2 separate regions of the Mus musculus genome follow, and region 2 is linked to region 1. A link is a contact called in public Hi-C data. All regions are on one chromosome and are shown on one strand. Each heading gives the region's core, a stretch centred on a gene start, on an enhancer-like site or on the middle of the called end of the contact. The rest is flanking DNA. Distances are from core to core; before and after follow the strand shown. Region 1 overlaps Rere (arginine glutamic acid dipeptide (RE) repeats). Region 2 overlaps Rere (arginine glutamic acid dipeptide (RE) repeats).

Evidence for each region. Hi-C and Micro-C count contacts between places; a contact is called where the count stands out from the background.
Region 2: a Hi-C map of bone marrow-derived macrophages shows a contact between it and region 1, with 31 read pairs. The contact joins two enhancer-like sites. A contact is called at or near these places in 1 of 39 promoter capture datasets (the C10 cell line), 1 of 484 Hi-C or Micro-C datasets (bone marrow-derived macrophages), 3 of 115 datasets of contacts at active chromatin or transcription factors (all in embryonic stem cells) and 1 of 9 other capture datasets (embryonic stem cells).

The regions. Positions count from the first base shown.
Region 1 is chr4:150,446,428-150,452,851 of GRCm38.p6, reverse strand. The region is part of intron 4 of Rere (arginine glutamic acid dipeptide (RE) repeats); the gene reads right to left. Gm52709 (a long non-coding RNA gene) reads left to right here. Exons shown (of 2, transcript XR_003955312.1): 2 at 1-6,424. Among named protein-coding and RNA genes, the nearest start is that of Gm52709, 18 kb to the left of the region's middle. Within about 2 kb of position 2,296, at least 32 of the 459 cell types and tissues checked have an H3K27ac peak or open chromatin away from gene starts, as enhancers often do. A contact at or near this core is called in bone marrow-derived macrophages, where this site is marked.
Region 2 is chr4:150,312,641-150,319,064 of GRCm38.p6, reverse strand. All of the region lies in intron 1 of Rere (arginine glutamic acid dipeptide (RE) repeats), which reads right to left. It also overlaps the pseudogene Gm13092. Among named protein-coding and RNA genes, the nearest start is that of Rere, 34 kb to the right of the region's middle. Within about 2 kb of position 2,319, at least 32 of the 459 cell types and tissues checked have an H3K27ac peak or open chromatin away from gene starts, as enhancers often do. A contact at or near this core is called in bone marrow-derived macrophages, where this site is marked.

The DNA of each region.
Region 1 (6,424 bases), core at 1,047-3,546:
AGTCGAGAAAATCTATCAAACTCCAAGGTCAAATAAAAAAAGACTCAGGAGCTAACCCCAAGAAGGCCCCACTAACTATGACGGGTCAACCTGGCTTCCCTAAAGATTAATGATTCCAAGTATTAACAGGAATCCACCAGTCTTAGTATCAGAGTACTAAGGTAGCATCTGGAAAGCAGATAATAAAGGGGAGAGACAGTCCTCACACAGGGTGGGCCTGGGTTAAGCAATGGCGGTGGCAGGAGCACTGGCTGCCTCAGATCCTCTCCAGCCAATGAACGAGACTGAAACAGACTCTCGTAACCCTGTAACTTCTAAGGATTCAGTGGACAGAAATACAATAAAATCAGTATTATGTGGCTCCTGAGGAACATACAGTGTAGTAATGAGGACGTGTGAATGAGATCAGCTACACAGGCTCGCAGGTCCGAATGCTTGGTCACCAGAGTGGCACTATAAGAAGTGTGGCCTTGTTGGGGGAGGTGTCACTCACCTCTGCCTGCTGCCTGTGAGCACAGATGCAGACTCTCAGCTACCTCTCCAGCACCACGTCTGCCCTGAGTGCTCACATGCTGCCCACCATGGCCACAACCGATCAAACCTCTGAAACCGGAGTTTATAAGAGCTGACGTGGTCATGGTGTCTCTTCAGAGCAATAGAACACTGACTAAGACAACTAACTATAATTCTGCTTAGATAGATCAAATCTAAGACTATCTTATAATTGGATCCAGCTACCAGCATAAAGGAAATGCAGAGGGTGGAGGCACAATGCAAATAGTAAAACTCGGGTGGCCAAACCCCTTGATGATCAATAACAAGTAGGGAAAGACCTGACGGATTATATGTAACAGACTTGGACCACTTATCATTGACCAAAAAACCTGTTGCCTAGAAAGCCACATTCAAAAATGAGACATTAAAAAAAAAAAGGACTAGACTACACCGGGGTGTTGGTAATTCTGTAGGGAAAGAAAGGACTGTTACCACAAGGGAACAGGCAGCCAGTAAAGGCCTGAAACAGTTGATTCACGAACTACACAAATGATCTACCTGTGTGTTTGCATCTCTGTGAGCAAAAAGAAATTTAGAAAATATAAAAAGATAAACAGAAGCAAGCACTGACCCTACACTTCACCTGAAAATCTGCTTCTGAGAAGCATCAGCTAGGGCTCTGCTAGCCAGAGAATGCAGGAAAGGGGGCAGACACCTACATCAGCAGTTCCACCAGGGCAAAGGCAAGCTTCCCACCCGACCCTTGCTTCACTGTGGTTTTGTTTTTATTTTAGAGACATTATCTCACAATGTAGCCTAGGCTGGCATTAAACTCTTGGTCCTCCTACTCTCCTAGGGGCTGGAGTTTCAAGCATGAGCCACTATAACCAGTACCACTTCATTCTCATGAGCCCATCTTTAAAATCACCACCAACGATTTCCACCCTATATACATTTCATGAAAGATCACAAGAGGTTCATCTTAGTTTCAAATCTCTTTAAAGTCATCTTTTCACATACTACCTGCATGAAAATAACTTATGTTAGCTCATGAGAATAAACTGTAATGCAGCTCAAAATTAAATGTTTAGTTCTAAGTCATTAAAATAAACAGACATATAAAATCTGATGAAAATGTTCATTTCTGGGCTGGAGAGATGGCTCAGCAGTGAATAGCACTGACTGCTCTTCCAAAGGTCCAGAGTTCAAATCCCAGCAACCACAAGGTGGCTCACAACTATCTGTAATGGGATCTGATGCCCTCTTCTGGTGTGTCTGAAGACAGCAACAGTGTACTCACATACATTAAATAATTCTAAAAAAGAAAAGAAAATACCTATTTCTATAAACTATACCACAGTCTCTTACGCAACTTTAGTCTGCTCTCTGCACTTTCTGTATGGTTTTCACGTGAAATAAATCTCTAATAATTCCCAGGGCCATTACTATTTGGGTGGAGGTCCATGTTTAGGGGATCTGGTTCTGAATGCTGTAATCAAAGTGCCAGTTCCCTACACAGTTCTCCTTTTCCCAGTAACAGATCTTCTACCGTACTGGGGAAGAGCCAAACTCAACATCCAAGCAGCCCAGTGTTGGTCAAGCTATCAAAAGGCTCTGCCCTGTGTCTCCCTGCCTGTGGACAGCCAGTGACTATGAGTCCACTGCAGAGCCATATGTTTACAAAGTACAATTAAAACCCTGAAGGAGTATCAAACCACTTCAACAGTTTCTATCACCCACTCTCCATCTCTGCATTTATCTCACAGAGGATTGGTGATGGTGCAATCTGTGTGCCACATCTGAGTCATAGTAGCCTCAGGGATTGGGTGTGCTGCATATACAGCCTCAGTAGCCATTTGTGACCACAATGAGACCTCCTCGCTGAAGACCAGAGTAGGGAGCAGAAGCCTCTCCACGGAGGCTCACCTTATCTTATGGAACAACAGACAATAACGCTAAAAACCACGCTTACATTATTTGTCACTGTGAAGTTTCCAAAACACAGCATCACAGAGCTTTCTTTCCACATGAGAATAATCCTGAGAAGTAAGCAGGGTGAGTGGTATCTCCACTTGACAGCTATGAAAACCAGTTCCCTAACAGATGAGACAGCTTGTCTCAGTAGCACAGCTAACCGTTTAGAATTAGGAAAAAAGAAGCCAGCTGGGTCCCCTTTCCATGAACAATCTAGTTCTCAGTGAATTGAAATTACCTCATCATGATCATATATAAAACACAATGCAAGCTAGAGATGGGAACTCATAATGACACGAGTCTATACACCACTGGGTAGAAAGATCAACAGAACACCACAGTCAGCTGGGGAAGCCAAAATGACATTGAATGGCTACACTGAGAGTTTGCCACTTTTTGTAAGGCCAGCAAGCATTTTTAAAAAGGAAATGGGAAGACAGAAACTGCAGGTGATTTTTTATTTTATTTATTTGTTTCCTAGAGGGGGCCTTCTATTACCCAGGCTGGCCTCAAATCCTAGGGCTCTGATCCTCTTGCCAAGTCTCTCAGAAGCTGGGAACAGAGTGGCAATGAGGCACACAGGGTTTAGGCTCAAAACAATGTAGCCAGCAATGCAGTGACTGAATTAAAAATGAGTAACACTGAAAACAAACAAACAAAAAAAACCCAAAATCTCAAATACTACCCTGGTTCTAGATAAATCTGTCAAGTAGTAGTATTTCTTAAAAACTGGAAAATTTTGTCATGGCTAATTATAATCTATTGTGTTTCAATATAAACAAGAGATTTCTAAAAAAATAATAATAATAAAAAGAGTCTCAATGACCACCATCGATTAGATTACTGAACATTCTATGCCATTAAGTTATTTACTACTAGAGTCATCCTCACTTCCCCGAGAAACAAAGACAAATTATTAAATAGCAGTCTAGTTAAAAAGAAAAGTCATCTACAATGGTGGACTACTTTAAGCAATCTCCCTCACCTAAATGGGTGTCAGACATTCCATGTGACAAAAAGGACTACGGTATTTCTCAAATCAGTTACTGTTTGCGAGATTCGGGATTAAACAGAAAGGCACTCTTTTCATTACATAAATATTTCCACTACAATAAATACTTTGTTAGAACATTAAAAAACAAGGGAACTACCTTTATTAATATATTACACTTTGCATATTAAACCTTTCATATTTCCCTATTTTTAAGCTAATTAACAAGAAAAAAAGCCGACAGCACACACTAAACTCCTCCAAGGAATAAAAGCTATTGTTTCAAAAACTCTCCCAGGGTCGCTGACAATGGTTTCTTGCAAGGATCATCTCACCTATCTGCTTTTGATTACTTTATGAAGTAATCAAAAGGAAAGGGGTTAGAGAGAGAGACATGAGTGTAGGTGTAGGTGCAGCATTCAAACTCAGCAGCTCAGAACAATATAGGAAAGAATCAAACCACTTCTCCACTAACTGTGCAAACCACAACACAATCCTTACAGCAGCACGAGCAATAGGAAATAGCAATGAGGTAGGACGCAAACTCCAGGAAATCATCAAGTTTCTATTAGCTCAGTGGCCTGTAGACAAGGGTCCCAGCTCCTCCTGGGCATCTGCCAATTTTCCCAGTACCTTCTGGATAAAGACACACAGTTGAGCATAAGTGTAGGGAACACCTGACAAAAGCAAACAGCTACCACAGGGAAGACAAAACAAAACACTTACTATCTGACAGAAAAACCTGCCAGGCCTGTGTATAAAAAGCATCTGTCTGTCCTAGAAAGAAACCTCAGTGGTTTAGAACATGGCTTCTCTTCTAGGGGACTGGGTCCGGGTCCTAAGACCTTTTACTGGCTTACAACCTTATCTAACTTCAGTTGCAGGGAAGCCAACACTCAGAAACACATATGGTGCACAGATATAACACAGAGACAAATCAACCATGTATATAAAATAATGACTTTAAAAAAAATGTTAAAGCAGGCTAAGTAAAACACTGCACGAGTTTAGCCCCAACCTTGGTAAAGTGACTTGGGATTAGAAGTTCAAAGGCAGCCTGTGTTGTATTGTGAAATTTTGATTCCAAAAAGGGAGAAAGAGGGGCTAAAAAGATAGCAGCCTTTAGGACCACTGGCTGTTCTTACAAAGCATCCAGGTTCAATTCCCAGCATCCACAGGATGGCTCACAACCATCTTTAATTCCAGCTTCTCTGACTTCTCTGACCAGGTACTCACATGGTACATAAGCATACATGCAAGCAAAAACATATAAATATTTTAAAAATCAATCTTTAAGAGAATAAAGCATCTATCAAGAGGTAATGTGTAATCATTCCTGGACAACTACACAAAACATGGCAGTTCTCTCTAGAGGGGCAGGAAGCACCTGCATGTAGGAATACAGCTACACTTCTGTAGACTGTAGACTGGCCTAGAAAAAACTGACCCAGGTACAAAAGCTCCTCAGTCAGTATGTCAGATGCAAGTCAATATGACAAAACCTAGAGAACTGAACGGGCCTGTCCCTCTCTTTGAGGGAACCAGGAAGACTTGTGATTTAGCTGGTTCAGCAATAGAGTAGAGTACTTGCCCAGCCCACACAGGATCCTGGGCTCAGTCCCCAGGAAGAAACCCAGTGGGAGTAAGGGAAGGAATTCCCCTTAGAGAGCTGAGTCCAGGTGACACACCATGGAAGCAGTGCAGACACTCAATGCTGGCAGTGTTCAAGTGCACTCAGGACCACAGCGGAAACTGCAATTTCAGCAACCTCTGCAGCCCTACAGACCACGAGCATTACTGGACAAGGCATGAGTCCCTAAAGGGGAGAGTGAGCTGAGATTCACCTCCTACTACTCCTAGCAGTAATTAAAACCATTAAATGAACCATTTAATTCATAATGAGGTACACTTTTAATCTGACACTGCAATTCTGAAAAACAATTGCTTACTTTTAAAAAACTTGTTTACCCAGATCTCTGACATTATAACTCAAACAAGAAGTCAATGAAATGAAAAATATTCCAGGTCCTCTTCTACAAAACTCAACTTCTTGCTCTGACACCATGAAGGGAATCCTATTTCCTTAGGCGCGAGCAGAGGAAGTGCCACTTCATCCAAGTAGTAAATAGATGGATGCCTGGCTGAGCAAGTGCCTTGCTCTCAGTCCTCTGTAAATGTGAGTGGGTGATGTGTCTACCCAGTTAAAATAATAGTCTAAAAAAGCAGGTTGGATATTTTAAATGTACACTCTAAATTACTAAGATAGGATATACAGGGGCCAGTCTGCTGCATTCCTCCACCTGCATTGACTGACTCCACCAACCAAAACACACCCACATTCTAAAGCCAGGCTGGCAGAGAAAACAACTAACCTGCAGTGGGGGTGGACCATGTGGACAGACAGCACACAAGAGACAACAAGACACTTCTCTACCCACCATAGCAATAGACAGACCCATCGGGCATCCCCAACCTTCCAGTGTGAGGCAGCATAGGACACTGGCTAGGTATGAGCCTGGCAAGGTTACAAGTTACACTGTTCACATAAAGCCAACTAAGGTCACCTTGTCCAGGGAAGCCTCAGATCCCCCATACACCACGGCCTCCCTGCGGTGCTGCACATTCCAGACAAGATGCCATGCACACAGGCCACTGCCCCTGCTCTGGATATGCGCATTTCAATGCTTTCTTTCTCTTTCTGCTCTTCCTTGTGCATCTACCTTCCCACTCAGCCAGCTCCTACATAGAGCAGAGAAAAGACTTTAAACTCTGAGCAGTTATCGTAGGTAGCCACCTCTTGCTTTTTGCTCTGTCTGCACTGGCCTTGGCCTTGAGTCCTGTTTCTGCTGGAAATGTCTCTAACTCAGCATTGCCCTTGGAGGGTTAAAACAAAAAACACCTTCTTTTGGCAACAATGGTACCTCCACCAAAAACTATGACCATTACAATACTACCATTTTGAAA
Region 2 (6,424 bases), core at 1,070-3,569, 130 kb after region 1:
CACAGTAACTGAAAAATATATCTAGTGTGTATCTATTTTAAAAGTACATTTATACTTCTTTACAAGATACCAGGGAATACATAATAACACAATGACTCAAATATACATATATACTATCCATGTAAAAAAGTCTCAAAGAATTTATCACTAATAGCTAACATTAATTATGCTTTTTTTTTTCCTTTGAGAAGCCCACCCAGCCTTGAACTTGCTATACAGATCAAGCTGACCTCAAACTCAAGAGATCCACTTGCCTCTCTGCCTCCTTAGGATTGGGAATAAAGCCATGTGCCACCACCTCTCTTGGCTTATAGCTGCCTAAGTTAGTGGGTTTTGGCTTTTTCTTTTTTTCTTTTTTCTTTTCTTTTTTTTTTTTTCCGAGACATGGTTTCTCTGTGTAGCCCTGGCTGTTCTGGAACTCACTTTGTAGACCAGGCTGGCCTCGAACTCAGAAATCCACCTGCCTCTGCCTCCCGAGTGCTGGAATTAAAGGCCTGCGCACCACGGTTTTGGCTCGTGTGTTGTGTGTGTGTGTGTGTGTGTGTGTGTGTGTGTGTGTGTGTGTGTGTGTTGGGGGGGTGGGGGGCAAATGGTGTGAAAGTCAAAGGTTGACCTTAGGTGGCTTCCGCAACCACGCACCAGCTGATAAACTGAGACAGGATCTCCGACTTAGACCTAGAGCTTACTGGCTCGGCTAGTCTAGATAGCTTGCTCTGAAGATCCCACCTCTACATCCCCATGCTAGGATTACAGCAAGCCTCCACAACAGCTACACGAGTTTCACATGGGCACTGGAGATCTGAACTCCAGTCCTCATGCAAACCCTCTGCCTGGGGAGTCCTCTCCACAGCCCTTCTTTATTCTAAGCATGCTTTCTGGCTTCCTAAATGAACATATTCAGTCACTTCACAGACTAAGCTATAAATATAGGTTTTGTTTAAAGCAGGTTACAAACAGCCCACATGTTTAGTATCAGTGTTATCTGAAGGCAAGAAGATAGCCAAAGAACAGGAAGGCTTGATCCGTGGTGACCGTCATCTCTAAAAGTCCCACCTATTCAGAATTCCTCTCAACAATGTTCTGCCATCATGGAGGGTAACAGAGACAAGAACTCTATGAGGTCCTATTTCTGTGACTCACCACAACTCAGACACAACATACCCATCACTAAGACCACCCATTCTAGACACTCTTCAACAGATAGCACCCTACCAACCCTGAGCCCTGAAGACTAGTCTGTTCCCGGCGCCAACAGAACAGAACATCCCCTCAGTCCTGTTTTTTGCCAGTCTCTCTCAGACACCACTTTCCTTTCTCTGGCTTACACGCACTGCTTCTGCAGTTCCTAATTTCTCTCTTCATTGGGCAAATTATTTACAGCGTATATACAAATTAATTCACTTTAATGACTTTAAAAAGTCAAGTAAGAGTTGCTCTACCACAGATATGAACCTTCTCAAGTGGATACACATGGACTTGTTGTTTATTGGTAGTGCTGTAATCCAATCCTCACCTACTTTTCCTAAAAATCATAGCATCATTCCCAAAGAATAGAATTCAATCATGTTCACTGTCTATCTAATCCCCGTATATTTAGTCATGATATAATTTTCCCCCTTTGAGACAGAATTAGCCTCAAGCCTCACACTCATAATCTTCATCCTGTCTTTCCAGTGCAGTTTTAACAGTGTGCCCCACAGTGGTTTCTAGTCTCAACTTGCCATGTCTGAGCAGTCCAGCAACTAGGTTTTTTTTGTTGTTTGTTTGGTTTTTGGTTTTTGTTTTTTCGAGACAGGGTTTCTCTGTATAGCCCTGGCTGTCCTGGAACTCACTTTGTAGACCAGGCTGGCCTCGAACTCAGAAATCCGCCTGTCTCTGCCTCCCGAGTACTGGGATTAAGGCGTGCACCACCACGCCCAGCCTTAGGTTTTGTTTTGTTTTGTTTTTTAAGATATATTTATTATTATATGTAAGTACACTGTAGCTGTCTTCAGAACAGAGTGTCAGATCTCATTACGGGTGGTTGTGAGCCACCATGTGGTTGCTGGGATTTGAACTCAGGACTTTGGAAAGAGCAGTCAGTGCTCTTAACCGCTGAGCCATCTCTCCAACCCACACCTAGGTATTTTACAAGCACTGGGGTACCTGGCCTCACAATCACACTTTGCATACATGGATTCATCTGATTTCCAAAATCTATGAGATATTATCATCCCCATCTTGTACTTGAGAAAACTGAGGCCTAGGGAAGGTCAGAGACTTCCTCATTTACCTAGAAGCTTCTACATGACATTGCAGAGCTATGCTTTAAAGCCACACTGTCTAACCCACAGCTAAGCTTCCCCTTACTGAGAAGTCTTCAGTGGGAAATAGTAACAGCTTCATTTCACATGATGTAGTAAGCCTCCGACCAGTGTGAGTCCTCACACTCTGAGTACTCACTCCCTGTCACCTACACCTCATCCAGTCTGTTTTTACAACTGCTTCCTATGTAAACCCCTTCAGCTGTGCCACTAAGGGAACATTTCAGTAACTTTCTGATTATCTGGTACTTTCTTTCCTCAAAGAAGAGTTCCTAGTGTAAGTTTTCAAGTACAATTAGCCCAAGTTTAGAGCAAGTAACTTTGGATCTTTCCTCTCTATATGTTATCAATATTTGAGCTTCCACTTAAATATTTTCTCCATTACTGTTAAGATAATAGCAAAGCCAAAAAGTTTATTCTGAGTGAAGCCAAAAATGTACTTCAACAATTTGAAGAAGTTCTAAATCAAGAAAAAGTTATCAATCTTTTATCTGCTAACATTTGTACTGCAACCTATTTAAAACAGTCTTATGTTGGGGATTGACTTATCTAAGGAATTCTTTGCCTTTCTAAGGAAATAAAAAGAAATAGTATATCAAAAGTCACCAAAGGCTTTTCTCATGTTTCATTTCATTAAAATTTCATAGTAGTGAACTAGGAGTATGGCTAAGTAGGAGAACACTTGACCAGCATGCCCGAGGCCTTGGATCTCCAACAAAACTTATGGCTTTAGACAGATCAGTCTGAAAACAGAACTGTATTTTTGAGACAGTCTCACATAGCCTAGGCTTGTCTCAATTCTGTGCCCTACTGCTGTAACCTCCCAAATGCTAGAATTGCAGGTGCATGTCAGCAATGCCAGCTTTAAATATTATACTTTTAGGAAGAGGTGCATAGTATGGGAGCTGGATAAAGATCTCAGTGGCTAAGAGCATGGATGCATGATCCTCAGCTCAAGCCCCTAGACTGTGAATTCTGCAATAGCTCAAAACCCTCAAGAGCATTCTTGCAGTGCTCCAAATTAGACAGCCAGGAATTTGGTTATCTGATACAAGCGAACAACGCCCTCAGAGAACACACAACAAGCCCTGCTGTCAGCCTAACCAAAAAACAAGATTCAGGGAAAGAACTGATTTTTCCCTAAAATGAACAAAAAGGTAAATTTCTGTGCCAGTCAACAAAACTTTACACAGAAGGGTGCTTACTGGTCGGCCATTTCTCTTAGCGCGGGTCGCTTGGGTGTAGCGGCAGCCGCTCCGGTCACAAGGGGCGGGCAGCGGCGGAGTCGGCGGCTAGCGGGGTGCAGCGCTCGCCGGTGGTCGTGATCAGTCTACCCCTCAACCCCAAGCCTTTTCTCAGTGGACTGACAGGGAAGCCAGTGATGGTGAAACTTAAGTGGGGCATGGAGTACAAGGGCTACCTGGTCTCCGTGGATGGCTACATGAACATGCAGCTTGCAAATACAGAAGAGTACATAGATGGGGCGCTGTCTGGACATCTGGGCGAAGTTCTAATAAGGTGTAATAATGTCCTCTACATCAGAGGCGTTGAAGAAGAAGAGGAAGATGGGGAAATGAGAGAATAGCATCTTGGATTTATATATATATATATATATGTATATATATATATGTATTTCTATACAATAAAGATTTGGGTTTTTTTTTTTTTTCAAAAAAAAAAAAAAAAAAGAAGGGTGCTTACTTTTCTACTGTCCACAGATCCTTACAACAGTGCTCAACCTTCCTAATGCTTCGACCCTTCAATACAGTTCTCTATGTCATGGTGACCCCAACCATAAAATCATGTTTGTTGATACTTCATAACTTTAATATTGCTACTGTTATGAATTGTAATGTAAGTATCTGATAAGCAGGACATCTAATATTCTACCCTTGTGGGAAATGGTCATTCGACACCCACCCCGCATGGGGTGGACACCGCAGATTGAGAACCACTGCCTTAAGAAAACAGCCACTAACATCTGTCACATGCATCTTGTATCACCTGAGGCAAACTCACGAAGACACCGCTCTTCTCCTGCAGAATCTTAGATGAAAATCCCAGGCTTTCCAAGCATCACTTTCCTGTCCACAACCTACTCCACACTCACATATTCATCAACACCCACATTAAAGCAGGATAAAGGAAGACATAATGTGTGTGGTGCTTAGAAAGGCAGAGACAATTCCGCAGCCTAAGTGCAAGCTTGCCTCAACAACCCACTTCAGGTGCCACTGTCAACTCTCCACCTTCTGTGTATCCCTCTTGCCAGTTTCAAAATCAAGATGAAATCCCTTTCTCAGGCTGGCCAAACGGTTCAGTAGGTAATGGTGCTTGCCATAGAAGCCTAACAATGTGAGTTCAATCTCCAGAACCTACATAAAGGTGGAGAGGACCAAGACCTTAAACTTGTCCTCTGACCTCCACATGCAAGTCATGGCATAAGTGTGCACTTTCTTCTCTCCTCTGCCTCTGCCTGTCTCTGTCTCTGTCTCTGTCTCTGTCTCTGTCTCTGCCTCTGTCTCTCTGCCTCTGTCTCTCTGCCCCTCTGCCCCTTGCCTCTGCCTCTGCCTGCCTCTGCCTCTGCCTCTGCCTCTGTCTGTCTCTCTCTCACACACACTCACACACACACACACACTCACACACACACACAGAGAGGGAGTGAGGGGATAGAACGCAACAACAACCCAGCTATAAACCCTCTGATCTACAATGATGACATGCCTACAAGATATGCTGGAGCAATCTTGGCACAAAGTTTGTGGGGGTAGCCAACCACTATCTGATTGGATTTAAGATCCATTCCATGTGATTAGAACCCATCCCTGACACTGCTCAGGTGCCAAGAACTTGAGACTAGCTAGACAGGTGAAGGACCTACCAGAAGACCAAATTCTACTGTTCTGCTAAAGGAACATGGCAATAAAATGACTCCTAACAATATTCTGCTAAACTCATAGGTTAGTGTCTTGCTTAGCCATCATCATAAAAGCTTCCTCTTACAGTAGACAGGAACAAATACGCAGACCCACAACTGGACAATAAGTAGAAAGTAAGAGAGAGAACCCTTGAACCATTCAGTCCTAACTGGGCTGTCTCAGCCAAATCCCTGCCCCCAGGACTCAAGGAACCCTGTGGAAGAGGAGGCAGAAACAGTGTAAGAGTCAGAGGAGTTGGAGGACACCAGCTCAACAAGGCATCTAAACACAGCAGGACCAAGGAACGTATGAGCTCGCAGAGACTGTGGCAGCATGCACGGAGCCTTACAGGGGTCTCAACAACTGAGTCCTAGTGCTGAGAGAAGTGGTCACAAGCCACCATCTCTAACCCAGAAGCCATCTCCAATTGACAGCTGCTCACAAAAGAAAATTTCGTTTTGGGGCTGGTGAGATGGCTCAGTGGGTAAGAGCACCCGACTGCTCTTCCAAAGGTCAGGAGTTCAAATCCCAGCAACCACATGGTGGCTCACAACCATCCGTAACGAGATCTGACTCCCTCTTCTGGAGTGTCTGAAGACAGCTACAGTGTACTTACATATAATAAATAAATAAATAAATAAATAAATCTTAAAAAAAAAGAAAATTTCGTTTTCTCCTATGAGGTTCAGTGTACATACAAACCACTCTTTATGGCAGGCCCCATGCCTAGCAGTATAATGAGAATTCTGGAATTTTGGTTTCTTTAAAAAAAAAAAACCACAGAAATAATGTAAGAATATGGTTTCGTTTTAATCCCAGGTGTGGGATGTGGGGCTGCTTCAGACTGTCCACAGCAGCTGACTATTATTTGCCTCCTGCTCTAGCAGGGGCATGATTTTGTCAGGTGCAAATAGTGTCTGCGAGTGTGTGACATTTGGAAATCTGGAGACTTTTCAGAGGGTATACAAATGGTAGAGCCCTGAGCAGCACTGTGGGGTGCTGGTTGGTTGCTCAGCACTGCACACACAGACCAGACAGATGGCTGAAGAGCTGTGGTGGTTTCTGCCTCCCATTTCACTGTAAATGTGCTTGCATTACACCAGCTCTAGGTGAGTTAGAGGTTCAGCCTCAGGGATCCATGCTTGCCTGCAAGTGTTATGTTGTTTTCTAAGACAGGGTTTCTCTGTGTAGCCTTGGTTGTCC